2 separate regions of the Mus musculus genome follow, and region 2 is linked to region 1. Evidence: chromatin contacts called from public promoter capture Hi-C data. All regions are on one chromosome and are shown on one strand. Each heading gives the region's core, a stretch centred on a gene start, on an enhancer-like site or on the middle of the called end of the contact. The rest is flanking DNA. Distances are from core to core; before and after follow the strand shown.

The links. Promoter capture Hi-C pulls out the DNA fragments that hold promoters and counts their contacts.
Region 2: a promoter capture Hi-C map of hippocampal neurons shows a contact between it and region 1, with 5 times the contacts expected there. The contact joins the promoter of Stx6 here to the promoter of 4930452N14Rik in region 1. A contact is called at or near these places in 2 of 39 promoter capture datasets (hippocampal neurons and liver).

Annotation. Positions count from the first base shown.
Region 1 is chr1:154,252,749-154,259,498 of GRCm38.p6, forward strand. It overlaps 4930452N14Rik (RIKEN cDNA 4930452N14 gene), which reads right to left and starts at 4,158. Exons shown (of 4, transcript NR_040629.1): 1 at 3,855-4,158; 2 at 3,292-3,364; 3 at 1,528-1,583. It overlaps 4930532M18Rik (RIKEN cDNA 4930532M18 gene), which reads left to right and starts at 2,941. Exons shown (of 3, transcript NR_108050.1): 1 at 2,941-3,013.
Region 2 is chr1:155,156,880-155,163,201 of GRCm38.p6, forward strand. Stx6 (syntaxin 6) reads left to right here and starts at 1,824. Exons shown (of 8, transcript NM_021433.3): 1 at 1,824-2,048. The coding sequence starts at 2,014.

The sequences.
Region 1 (6,750 bases), core at 2,908-5,407:
CACACACACACACACATTCCTCTACTTATCCCTGCTAGGTATTCTTAATTGCACAAGGGAGGGAAAGGATCTGCTATAGAGAGGAGCATGCTGTTCATCTTTAGTAACCGGAGGAAGGCAGAGTATATGGATACAGATGGTTGGAGGTGGGTAGATGAGGTCGTGGGAGTTTGTGGAAGTTCTCTTCTGATTGCTCCAATTTTGCCAGGAAAGAAAGAAAGCAAGGTCGTCTGCTGAGAGTGAGAATGGGGGCAGAGGTGCTGGATGTGTGAAGAGAAAGGAAAAGGTGTGACATAATCTAGTAGCAGGGGAGGGTGGACTGCGGGAAATGCAGCACAGATGCTGGACAGCATCCTGGGTCCTCCCGAGGAAGCAAAGCAAGACAGATGGTATGGGTTGGTGGGAGTTCTTGGCCACTTTCAATTACCATAAGTTCGTAGGCCAGAGCAGCAAACAATTGGAGGTTAGATAAATAAATACAATGAAACAAAAGGTGTATGTGCAGTGGGAATTTCTGCTCAGCAACTGTCCTGCTGGAGGTGGAGGGAAAGGGGTTATGCTTGCAGTAACATAAAGCCATCTGGGCACAGGAAGGTGAGAGAACGGAGTTAGCCCTGCCGTCTTGTGACTGACACAGGGTTTGGGACCATAGTAAAGGTGGTTCAGTTGAATCAAGGCAGACATTGATGAGAACCTTAAAGTGTTGCTTGGTGAGCATTTGGGATGTGGAGGCCGATCCCAGGACCACTTTCAGGAAACCTACTCATACTGCCTGTGCAGTGCTCACTCCAGGCCCCTTCTAGGGAGGAACTGTGCAGTTGCCAGTGGCTATCACATACCTTAAGCCAGTTAAACCTAAATACCTTTGTGGAATTTTATTTATTTTCTGTTGCTCAGAGAAGAGAGTTGACCATGCCTTAGGGAAGTTACACAAGCTTGCTCTGGGCCATACAGCTAGTAAGGTCAGAGTTAAGATTCAGATTACAAAGCTGTCTCCGTAAGACATCTTAGTCTGCCTTGGGTTTTGTTGTTAAGCCAGACTATCTTCTCTTTGAGATGAGACTGAAATGAGACAGATATGTGGAGTGAGGGCAAAGTTGAAATTTGTATTTGAAGTTTTCTCTCTCTCTTTCTCTCTATCTTTCCCCTGTCCCTCCTTCCCTTCCACCTCTCTCTCTCTCTCTTTCTCTCTCTCTCTCTCCCTCCCTCCCTCCCTCTCTCTTCAAAATGAGATATTGCCTCCATTAACTTTAACACTTTAAAAGCCACGATGATTTCCCCATATTTCTAGATGCCCAAGGTTTATACTTTATTATTTTTTTAATTCTGTGTATGAGTCTGTGCAGTTGGGTGCAGATGCCTGTAGAAGGCAAGGGTATTAGATCTTATGGAGCTGGAGTTACACATGATTGTGAGTCACCTGATGCGGGTCCTACAAACCAGGCTTGGCGTCTTAGTGTTTCTACTGCCATAAAAACCCACCATGACTAAAGCAGCTTGGGAAGAAAATAGTTGACTTCATCTTACATCTTATAATCCAGAAAGTCAGGCAGGAACTCAAGGCTGGAACCTGGATGCAGGAACTGAAAAAAAAGGCCAGGGATTGCTGCTTACTGGCTTGCTCCTTGTGGCTTGCTCAACCACTGTCTTATAGTACCCAGTACAGGAGTGGCACTGCACACAGTGAGCTGGGCTCTCCCACAGCCATCATCCATCAATCAGGAAAATGTACCATAAGTTTGCCCACAGGTCAGCTTGATGAGGGATTTTTCTGAGTTTCCCTCTTCCAAAATGACTATAGCTTGTGACAAGGTGACATAGAACTAGCCACACAATGGTTAGAGCAGAAAGTGCTTGTAGCCACTGAACCATCACCCCAGCTCAGGGTTTTCATTTTCACAGATTTCTATAGGTCTCAATCTTGACTGGTATGGATTGGCTCACTTAAGAGGGCCTCTCTGATCTTGTGGGAGCTTTGATATCTATATTTAATTGAACTGGATAGATAGAAAATTGTTCTTCCTTCCAAACAAAGTTTTTTGTTGTGGATTTTATAAAAGCATTTGATAAGGAGTGAAAAGGGACATTACCTTAGCCTCACAGAGGTATCCCATTGAATGTAATTCACTATTATTCTTAATGACTATTTAGCTTTTTCCTCTGGGATTTTCCATTGGTCCCTTCATCTAGAAATGTCTGCCTACTCTGGCCAGTTTTCTGAGTCTTCCATTTTCTCTCCTTATACTTCTTCCCTTTCTTTACTCCTTATTCTTATTTGTTATTCTTGACAATGCTTTCTTTTTTTAATTGTGATTTGTCAAGCAGCTATCTGTATTCCTATTCTCTTATGCGAGGTTCAGCCTTTCTTTGGGGATTAAAGTTCTTTAAAGTTCTGTAGTGATTAAAAGTGCCTTTCCTGCAACAAGACCCAGCTGTTTGGTTTAGTTTTATATTGCTTTGTGTGTAGAAAAAAAAAGCCATCTATTGAGGTAAGAGTTTTAGAAGGAAGGGCAAGAGTAAGAAAGGGCTGAAGAAGGTGGGGAAATGCCAAGTGTTTTCTGTAGGGAAATGGAAACAGTACCCAAAGGGAACCAGCGTCTGGAATGTGGGAGCACTCAGGGCTGGGATTAGGGCTAGGTCTTTCTCTAGCAATCAGTCATACAAATGAACAGAGAGGAAGGAAGGAAGGAAGGAAGGAAGGAAGGAAGGAAGGAAGGAAGGAAGGAAGGAAGGAAGGAAGGCAGGCAGGCAGGCAGGCAGGGAGGGAGGGAGGGAGGGAGGAAGGAAGGAAGGAAGGAAGGAAGGAAGGAAGGAAGGAAGGAAGGAAGGAAGGAAACAGGACATTGGTGTGTGTAAGGTCAGAAGCCTGCATGGTTGACTATAGAGCAAGACAAAAAGTACTCTCTAAAGACAACTGCTTATGACCTGGGCTACACTCCCATTGTGACAACGAGAAAGTGGCCACAGGGGAAGAACAAGGAAGATGGGAGGAGGGTGTTGATTGCCCAACTAAGTAAGAAAGGGCAGAGAGAGAGAGAGAGAGAGAGAGAGAGAGAGAAAGAGAGAGAGAGAGAGAGGAGTATGAAAGAGATAAGGTCCAAAAGGAGTTAAGACCGAGTATCTGCAGGGCTTACCTGGCACTCTGAAGCCCAAATCCCTAGGAGACCCCAATATCTTCTCATGGGCCCCAACAAAAGAAGCTGGCCCTACCTCATGGCTCCCCTCCCCTTTTATTCCCAAAGATCCCAGACTATCATAGGTTTAGTGGTTGAGGCAGCCCACCTAACTTACACTTTCCAAAAGTCAGATGAAAACAGCCATTGGGAATTCAGAAGTCCCTCCCAGGAGGGTGTGGCCCAGCTGCCTGCAGGGCAAGCTTTCAAATGGTTAGTTACTTTAGGAAAATGAAGTCATGTAATAACTATTCTCTCTCTCCCACTTCTCTTACTAACATCCCACTCTCTTTTTTAGGGAACAATGTTCTCTCCTGTCTGCTGCTATACATATGGAGACTGGGAGAGTGGGTATTTGATTTCCCTAGACTTGAAATTGAATCCATTTCCACTTTGACATTGTCTCTCTTTTACCTGTGCCTCCTTTCATCGTCCTTTGGTCTCATTGCTCAGTGGCCAACTTCTCCTCCCTCCCATCCCACATCTCTGTTTCATTATTTTGGATTTCCATTTACTGTTCTTCCCATCAAGAAGAGCATGGGAACACAGTCTTCCTTATTAGAGTGGACTGTTGCTTTGGAGGTCTTTAGCATGCAATGAGTGAGCTACCTGTCACCTCCGGAAACATCCCGGGTTTCTGCCAGCTCTTCCCCCCTGCTGCTCCTGCCCTCCAGATCATACCTCTAGTAGCTTGACATGATGGGGCCACTTTAAAACTGTGAGAATTGTCCCTATTCATAGGTCCAAAAGGAGACTCAGTGGGTGGTACCATTAGCTCTAAAGCTTGAAGCAGATTGCAATTGTCTTGCTCAGAAGAGAGAATCCCAAGTCAGAGCTTTTTTTTTTTTTTTTTTTTTTTCTTTTTGATAAAATATTCTGGACCAGATTTCAAGCTGCTCTGGCACCAAACAAGAATCTTCCTGTTCTTGATGCGATACGTTTCCCCACCGAAACGATTTCAGACTTGCCAATCACAGGCAGGAGCTCCTGACGCTTATTTGCAGGATCCGTGACAACCATTGTCTTACCCCATAATATCCCGCTTCCTTCTAGCCCTCCCCAGAACCGGAATAGAGCTCCTGCGGTTCAGTATGCAGGGGATCTGTTGCGAAAACAACAGACAGCTTCCTTTCAATATTTCATCATAGAGTCACATATTTTTGATACACGGTATTTCAAAGTCGACAACTGGGGACAGAAGATGAGCTCTTTGTGGGGCAGTGAGCCAGACGGAAGCAAGCACCAACCTTTGGAGCTCCCCCTTCGCATTATGGAGATGCCGTCAGCTCACTGGACCACCTGCTTTTCTATCAGGAAGATCAGTGTAGACCATGACTGGGAACAGTTGGAAGGCAGGGTCCTTGTTCTTCATGGCACCTGAAAGATGTAAGCTCTCTTGTGGCAGAACTGAGTTGAATCTGGAGTTGGCAGTAGCTCACAAGGTTGTTCATATAGACATCTAGTTCAGGGGCTCATTTTCAAACCTGAGCCCAGAGAGCATTAGGATCCAGTGGCATGTAGGTTAAAAGGTTATCAGGACAGAGATACAGATGCAAGCCTGTTTCATGAGCAATAGAGTTTGAAGAACGAGGTGATCGCCAGTGTTCTGTGGTTATTATTATTTTTAATTACAAAAAAACTATAGACCTTTAAATTTTTATTTTTCTTATTTAAAATACAAAATATTAGGTTTCCTTGTGGCATTTCCCAAAGAAAACAATGTTTGTTGTGTAGCCTTCTTCCTCCTCCTAGCCATTATCCCGCTGTACTCTTCCCACCCCTAGTACCTCTGTCTGTTTTCATATCACTAGTCCCTTTGTCTTACCATCTTCCTCAATGCCTCTTGTCCCCCCTCCCATGGTCTAGGTTCATAGCCTATGCCTACTCACACCTAGCCCCCCCACCCCCTGTTTACATACATACAAACACTGAAGGCTAGGATTTACATATTAAAGACTATGCCTTCCTGAGTCTGGATCACCTCACTTATAATAGTTTACAGATGTACCCATTTTTCTGGAAATTCCATAATCTCACTTTCCTTAGCATTTGAGTCTTTAAAATGCCACTGAGCCTTTTGGATGAACAAAGGAGACCAAGTTGAGTTGTTACCTCAATAGACCTCTGCGCATCACTCTGGGATGGGCAGATCCATTCCAGACCTCTCACATTTATACACGAGGAAATGGAAGTGTCAAGAGGAAGTGGCGTGCTCACTGACCTTTGACCTACTGGCCCTTCTGGATTGGAGCCCATCAGCCTTGCTGTGCACTCCTGAGGCTGCCACACAGCTGCTTGCATCCACACAGCCGCCTGCATCTACATAGCATAGCACAGAAACAATCAAATGAATAAGCCAATACCATGACTCTGATGTCAAACGCTTGTTTTCGGTGTGACATTTTGAAGATTGATAACCTGTGACTGCTAAGAATTATGCCGAAACTCTGAAGGTCCTCAGAGAATACATTTTCCCCTCGTGTGAGCCATGCAGTTCCCAAATTTCAGATCCATGTGAGGCGTTGTTATACCCTGCCTTATATTTTATTCATTTAGTTTAAGCCATCATTTCATTTTTTTTTAAAGGGCAAATGATTCCTACAGCAAGAACCTTTACAGGCAGATGCAAAGCCCTGTGCTGAAACTGAGGAAAAAAAAATTTTTTAAATGCCAAGAAAACCAGTTAAACGTGTGTGGAGCATTAGCTAGGGAGGTGTGCATGCGTTGGAGTGGGGGTGTCTTCTGAGTCATTGCCCTAAATTTAGCAATGCAGTTTTTCTTTCTTTCTTTTTCTTTTTTTTTAAATAAGCCTTTAAGAGCTGGTTCCCAGAGATCCTGTTATTTCTCTGCATGTGCCTTACGTAAGGCTTTGTCACAGGCCTGAGGAACAGGCAAAAAGGAAGGGTGTGGCCCCTTCCACAAAGAACCATGAAGTTCAGAGTTACTCAAAGGCTAAGGAACTCAAGCCTTTCTTTTGAGGCTGTCTGCTGGAGATGCTGTCTGCTAAGTGCTTCCCACTTTCATGTTGTGGGGCGGTTTGATATTTATTCACTTCTCCATGTGGAGTAGGACTGTCACTAGTGTTAATCATTCCCAAGAGCATTGGCATAACTCTTATTGAACTCTTCAAAGCATTCTCTTTGCCATCCACCTTCATTCCTTTGTGTTCTCTCTCTCTCTCTCTCTCTCTCTCTCTCTCTCTCTCTCTCTCTCTCTCTCTCTCTCTCTCTCTTTCTCCCTCTCTCCCTTTCCCCTTTCTATTTTTTTCTATAGATTCACCTCATGAATGGTTTCTGAAAGATGTGGGCTTCTAGAGAGTTTGGAAATCTATTTCTTCAGAGTTCGTTTCCAACTTATGAATAGTAATTGCTCACATGGCTTCTCTCAGCTTCCTTTTAGCAATCCGTAGGTACATAATGGCTGGGATCCTGAAGATCTGTTTAGGCACTTGCATAGTCTGTAAGTGATGCTATCGAGAGGATGCCACTTTTAAGCTGGAACAATGACCTTTCCCTGTGTCTCTAGCTCTTCTTAGCTGTCTCTGCAAATGCTCACAGGTAGGCTCGGCTTTGAGGGA
Region 2 (6,322 bases), core at 574-3,073, 900 kb after region 1:
TGGTATAGGCAAGATTGTGGCCATGCACCAGTGGAGGTCTGTAACACCCAAAGGAATGACTGGTAGCCACAGTGTTGGGCTGTATCTCCCTGCTGCTACTGACCCCTCTACCCCAGCTCTCTTTTCTGGCCTGAGAGGCTGCCCTGCTTGTCTACATCACTGATCCTTCCTGCCTTTAGCCACTGTTTAGGAGCCTCCCAGCCCAGCCCCACACACCCACAAAATACGCTGGTATCTCAGCTCTGCTATCTAGGCTGTGCATTTCTCCAGTTACCTGTGCCCTCTCATTATCTGGAATTGAATACTCCTCTCCACAGGCCTGGGAGCTCCTTGGGGACAAGAGTATTCATCTCGGAGTCCTTAGTGCCCTGAGCAGAGTAAAGAAGCTCAGGTGTGCTGGATTTTGCCAATACTTTGTACACTGTAGGAGAAAGATGTTACTATGGTATCCATCCAGAGACAGGACAGTCAACAATTAAGAACCTGGCTTGACACGGCTTCTGGGACTAGCAGAGCTGAGGTTTGACCTTCAAGGATCAGGCTCATCTGCTCTTCCACTTACATGCCATTGTCAATGAACATTTTATCTCTGAATTTCAGTAGGTAGGTAGCCAAAGCCTGCAACTCTCCCGGCAGCTCCCCTTCCCGACACCTGCCACCCACCGCTCCTTCAGGAGTTCAGAGAAGCCTGGCGTCTTTGACTTTTGCTTCTCACTTCTCTTCTCCTCCCTTCCTCTATCATGTCCTCTTGCTGTCCTCTAAACAACAGCTTCCTTCAGGGGTCCCTGACGGCATTGGGGCCTCAGAGTTCACATAACATTCCTCCTACTCCACCCCTACACATCCTGGCTGTCCTAGAACTAGCTCATTAGACCAGACTGGCCTCAGACTCATAGAGATCCATCTGCCTCTGCCCCTTGAGTGCGGGTCTTAATGGTGTGTGCCACCACCACCTTACATCTTAAAGATGAGGAATTGAATGGGGGACTTCAGGTTCAAAGGGAATTTGTTTGATGCAAGCTCCAAGGAGACTAAAGAATTTGGCTAAGTCACGTAACCTCTCGGAGTCCAAGCTCATTCATAAAATGAAGATGATAAATAATAGGAATGTGACAGTGAGATAACTTAGAATCCTGTCCAATGCTCAGTCACTGCTCAGTGATTATCAATAATCAAAGGTCACAGTTCTCATCCAAGAAGTTACGCACAGTGTGTCTAATTGTGCCATATAAAATGCTCTGGATGTTCTGCAATCGTAGTTGAAAGGAAGTGATCCCGTCTGGCTCCTTCTTTGCTTTCAGAATGAAGTACAAATGTCCGGGATCTGTGGATCTGTGTGTCTGGGGTTGTGTGACCCTGTACAGGAAAGAATGAAGTCTCTAACAAATTAGAAACAGTAGGATCGTCCTCCAAAAGAGTATTGATTGAGGATGTTTATACAGCCTTTACACACTGCATGACCTAAGACCTTACCATAATCAGATCTTTTGAGAATCCTTTAGTGCAAGACGATGATTAGATGGGCATGTAAATCACAGGGAGTTAAAAGCAAGTATTAAAAGTAGAGAAAAGGTAAAAGGTCTATGCAAATCAGACACAGCAACAGCTTTCTTAAAATCCTCATTGCCTTCTCCAGGCAGCAGAAGACCGCCCCCACTATCCAGAGCCCCGCCTCTCGGGCCTAGTGACGCAAGCTAGGCTCCGCCCCTCTCCGGCGCAGGGCCTGGGCGATCTGGGTCACGTGAGCCTGAGTGCGGAAGTGAGGCTGCGGTACGCGTCCATGATTGGTAGTGGCGAAGGTTCTGGGGGCGGGGCCAGACGCCGGAGGTGCCGGGGGAGGAGGCTGCCGTGGGGGCCGGCTTGGAGTGGGATTCGACCCGCGGCGCTGACCGACTGCTGGACCGACGGCCGACGGGCACCCGGGTCTGCGCGCACTGCTGCTCCGGGTCGCCCCGGCCGAGGCGCTGGCCACGGTAGACCTCAGGGAGGGCTCGGGCTGCCGGGCCGGGCGCCATGTCCATGGAGGACCCCTTCTTTGTAGTGAAGGGGTGAGTGTGGGCCGAGGACTCCCGCCTCAGAGAGAGGGGAGGGAAATCGAGGCAGGGCGACACAGCCTCTGTGCTCGGACACCGCGCGTCGTTTGGGGCCGGGCCCCTGGGGTCCCACTATCGGCCCGCACCGCCACTTCCTCGGGGTCGCGCGCCGCAGGTGGGGAGCGACGCGCCGGAGCCGGCCGACAGCATCTGGGCAGGAAAAGGGAAATGGCCCTCTTGGAGTGGGCGTGCGCGGGGGCGAGCTCCATTGTGGAGTCGTGGAGCTAGCTCGGGACGGCCACCCCGCGGCTTGCCCGGTAGTGTCCAGCGGGTGCGGGAGCCGGTGCGGGAGGACGCGCGCTTTCCCGGGGGAGGAAAAGTCCTCCAGGCCGGGTGCTGATGTTGGAAGGAAAACAATATGCAATCAGCCAAACCAAACTTTCCGAGGGTTTCTTGTGAGCCACCGGGGTTTTCCCACCGTGTCGAAGGAAATGAGTGTTTCTATTGAACTCCTTGGTTTCATCCTGGGTGTTTGACAGGTTTCCCTCACTTCACGTTCTGCCTTTTTAGAAGCCTACTGCCCTCGTTTTGCGACAGAACTGTCCTGACTCCATCTTTGTTTATCTGTTGGGAGATGAAAACATCAATTGCACTTTGTTGTATCAACTTTGTAGCCATTACACAAAAGCAAGAAAGCGCAATTATGATGTCGCAACTTATTTCTAATAATGTGTCAGTTTTATGCTTTGAATGTCAGAGAAATGTCAAAAATCTGAGAACTGCGAAGTTAAGACAGAGTAAGTTCTACTGACTGCAAAGTGTTCTTTGCTTTTAACTAGTTGCTACTTGCATCTTACTTGTATAGTGGTAAAAGCTGACCAGTTGTGTGGGTGTTTGTTTTTGTATTTAAGAGTCCTGGGAAACTTAAAATGAGATACTTTACTATCCTTGGTGTGTACAGTCAATGCACAATCAAATATATTATGACTGCTTTTTTTTTTTTTTTTGGCTTTTTGAGACAGAGTTTCTCTGTGTAACTCCCTTGAACTCACTGAGATCTGCCTGCCTCTGCTTCCTGAGTGCTGGGATTAAAGGCCAGCTTGGCTAAGATTGTCTCTACGTTTCCTTAAAAGGGTTTTTCTTTTGCCTTGCTTTAATTTAGTCGGGGAATAGGAAGGTATATATTTAACAGTAAAATCTGCCTACCTGGAAATTGTGTTCTATATTATGGAATTGATTAAGATTTTAGTTGGTTTTGTTTTTAAATTTAGAGTTAGAGTTGTATACTTTTCCCTTGAATGGAAGGGTTTTCTTGGGTTTTTGTCTTATTTTGTGGAGTGGTAAGTGAATGTTGTGGCATGCATGTGGAAATCAGAGGACAACTTGCAGGAACTTCTCCTCTTTCACTGCGTGGGTCTCAGGGATCTAACTCAAGTCTCAGGCTTGGCCGCAGGCACCTTTGTCTGCTGAGCCATCTCACCAGCCCCAGAACTGAAGTTTTTGACATTCAGGTTGCAAAGGTTATCTCTGGCAGTGAGTAGATAGCAGAGGTAACCAGCGGATTTCTCTGTTCGCCTTTGAGGGAAACATGGAAAGTTCTTTATTGCTCAGCCATATTGGTATTTACCCCTGCAAGTCTACTAGCACTTACTTTACTTGCTGACTAGGTATTACTACTCTATTAGGACACTGTCCTCGGTCACTTGTTGCAGGAGAAAAGACAAGCCAGCCACATCAGTGTCTCAGGATGTGTGATAGCATATCCATGAACATCATTTTATTAACAGGATTGAGGGCCACTGAGATATCTTGGTAGATAAGGGCTCATGCAGCCAAGCCTGATGACCTGAATTTGATCCCCAGAACCCACCTGCAGGAATTTACACACACACACACATACACACACACACACACACACACACACACACACACACACACACTCTCTCTCTCTCTCTCTCTCTCTCTCTCTCTCTCTCTCCAAAGTTTCAAAAACAAGATTATTGAAAATGCATCACAGGGTAGAAAAAGTAAAGATGCCTCAAATATGACTCTGAAACAAGGTGCTTCTAGAGTAATCAGCGGAATAAATCACATCAGAATTAAGTAGACATGACAGGTGATCGGTAAGTGTAGCAGTGTTTCCTAGAGATGATGAGCATCTCAGGTGTTCAGAGAAAAGGCAGTGCCTTAGGAATTGTTATGGTGGGAAAAGCTATTGGAACAGGGATGTTTTGAAGGTAGCAGAATTCAGACAACTTAGACCTCTTTCTCCTGTCTAGGGATTTAGAAAAGAGACATGCTTCCTGCTTCCATTTTATTTCTTCTATCTTTTTTTTTTTTTTTTTTTTGGTTTGTTTTTGTTTTTCGAGACAGGGTTTCTCTGTGTAGCCCTGGCTGTCCTGGAACTCACTCTGTAGACCAGGCTGTCCTCGAACTCAGAAATCCGCCTGCCTCTGCCTCCTGAGTGCTGGGATTAAAGGTGTGCACCACCACTGCCCGGCTCTTCTGTCTTTTGATGTGTTTGCTTAAAACTACTCAGTGGAAGCGGGAGGTGGTGACACAGGTCTTTAATCCCATCACTCCAGAGGCAGAGGTAGGCAGATCTCTTGAATTTGAAGCCAGCCTGGTCTACAAAATGCTCCAGGACAGCCAGAACTACATGGAGAAACTGTCTCAAAACAAACAAACTAACCAAACATGCAAAAACCAAAACCAAAAAACCAAACAAACAAAAAACTGAACCAACCAACCAATTTCTGTTGAGCAGAAATATAAAGCAAATTCCACTTTCTTCTCTTTTTGTTCTTACTTTTTTGTTTTTTTGGTGGCCAAGTCTCTTGTATTCCAATCCAGCCTTGATCTTCTGAGCGTGCCTCTGCCCTTTGATTGCTAGAATTATGAGCATGCATCATTTTACATTTTCTACTACTTACATTAAAAAAGAAGTAAAAATAATTTAACATCTGTTAGTAGATTTGAAAATATTATTACTGCTGTGGGTTTTGCTGTTTGTCTGTTTTGTTTTTGAGCTAGGGTCTTGTTGTGTAGAACTTGCTGGCTTGGTATATGCAGTGTAGTGCAGGGTAGCCTTAAACTTGGTATTCATTCCTCAGCCTCCTGAGTGTTGACATTATAGGCATGCACTTGGCTTCAACATGCAATTAAACATTATTTGTATAAAGTTTTCAAAATTTGTTATTTTAAACTTCTATCTCATTTCAATTTGGATGTTAAAACTTTGAATATATTGTCCTATATTTAGAATTCATTAAACTTACAATCCAAAAGATATATTCAGAATCTGGGGTGATAGGGTACATTTGTAATACCAGCACCTGGGAGTCAGCGGCAGAATGAACAGATGTTCAGAAGCTAGCTAGCCTCATAATGAATTTGAGGTTAGCCTGAGCTACTTGAGATCCTACCTCAAACAAGAGGAAGAGGAAGAGGAGGAGGAGGAGGAAGAGGAGGAAGAGGAGGAGGAGGAGGAGGAGGAGGAGGAAGAAGAAGAAGAAGAAGAAGAAGAAGAAGAAGAAGAAGAAGAAGAAGAAGAAGAAGAAGAAGAAGAAGAAATAAGAAATTCACATGCCCTACTTGCTTCAAACATGAATACCACTTTTTTGGCAAACAAATTGCATATTAGTTTTTAAATTAATTAAATACTAGTTACTCAGTGACAATGCTTTCAAAGTTCTTAGTTGTACCTGAATAGTTACATGTGAATTTAATATTGACAGCACAGTATGGCCCTTCAAGGTCTAAACAGGTGTAGCCTACTTAGTGTCAGTTAATGGCTACCTGCTGCAGAATCAAAATGCAAAACCAAAACACTCCTTGATGATGTTACTGTCAACCTGAATTCAGCTGAATTTAGAAAAAAATCTGTTTTTAATTACCAACAGTTTTATACATTTTTGACCCTAACTCACTGTCATAATATTCGTTACTTCTACATTACTATGACCAAATTACTAGAGAGAATAAGAGAGGAAAGACTGATTTCTGCCATAGGGTTTCAGAAGGGTTCAATCCATGCTTGGGCAGAACATGGTGTCAGTGGGAGAGTGTGGAAGAGGGGAGGTGTTCATTCATGGCAAGCAATAGCAGAGAGAGTGAGACAGGAAGGGCCAGGGACAGGATACCCCCAGGGACAGACAGATGGGCAGACAGACAGACAGACACACAGTGACTTACTTCTTCCAGCTTTTGAGAGCTCCCAAACAGCACCAGCAGCTGCCCCCTTCAAACCGAAGGCACAGCACGCTGCTCCCACAATGCCCCGTGCTAGT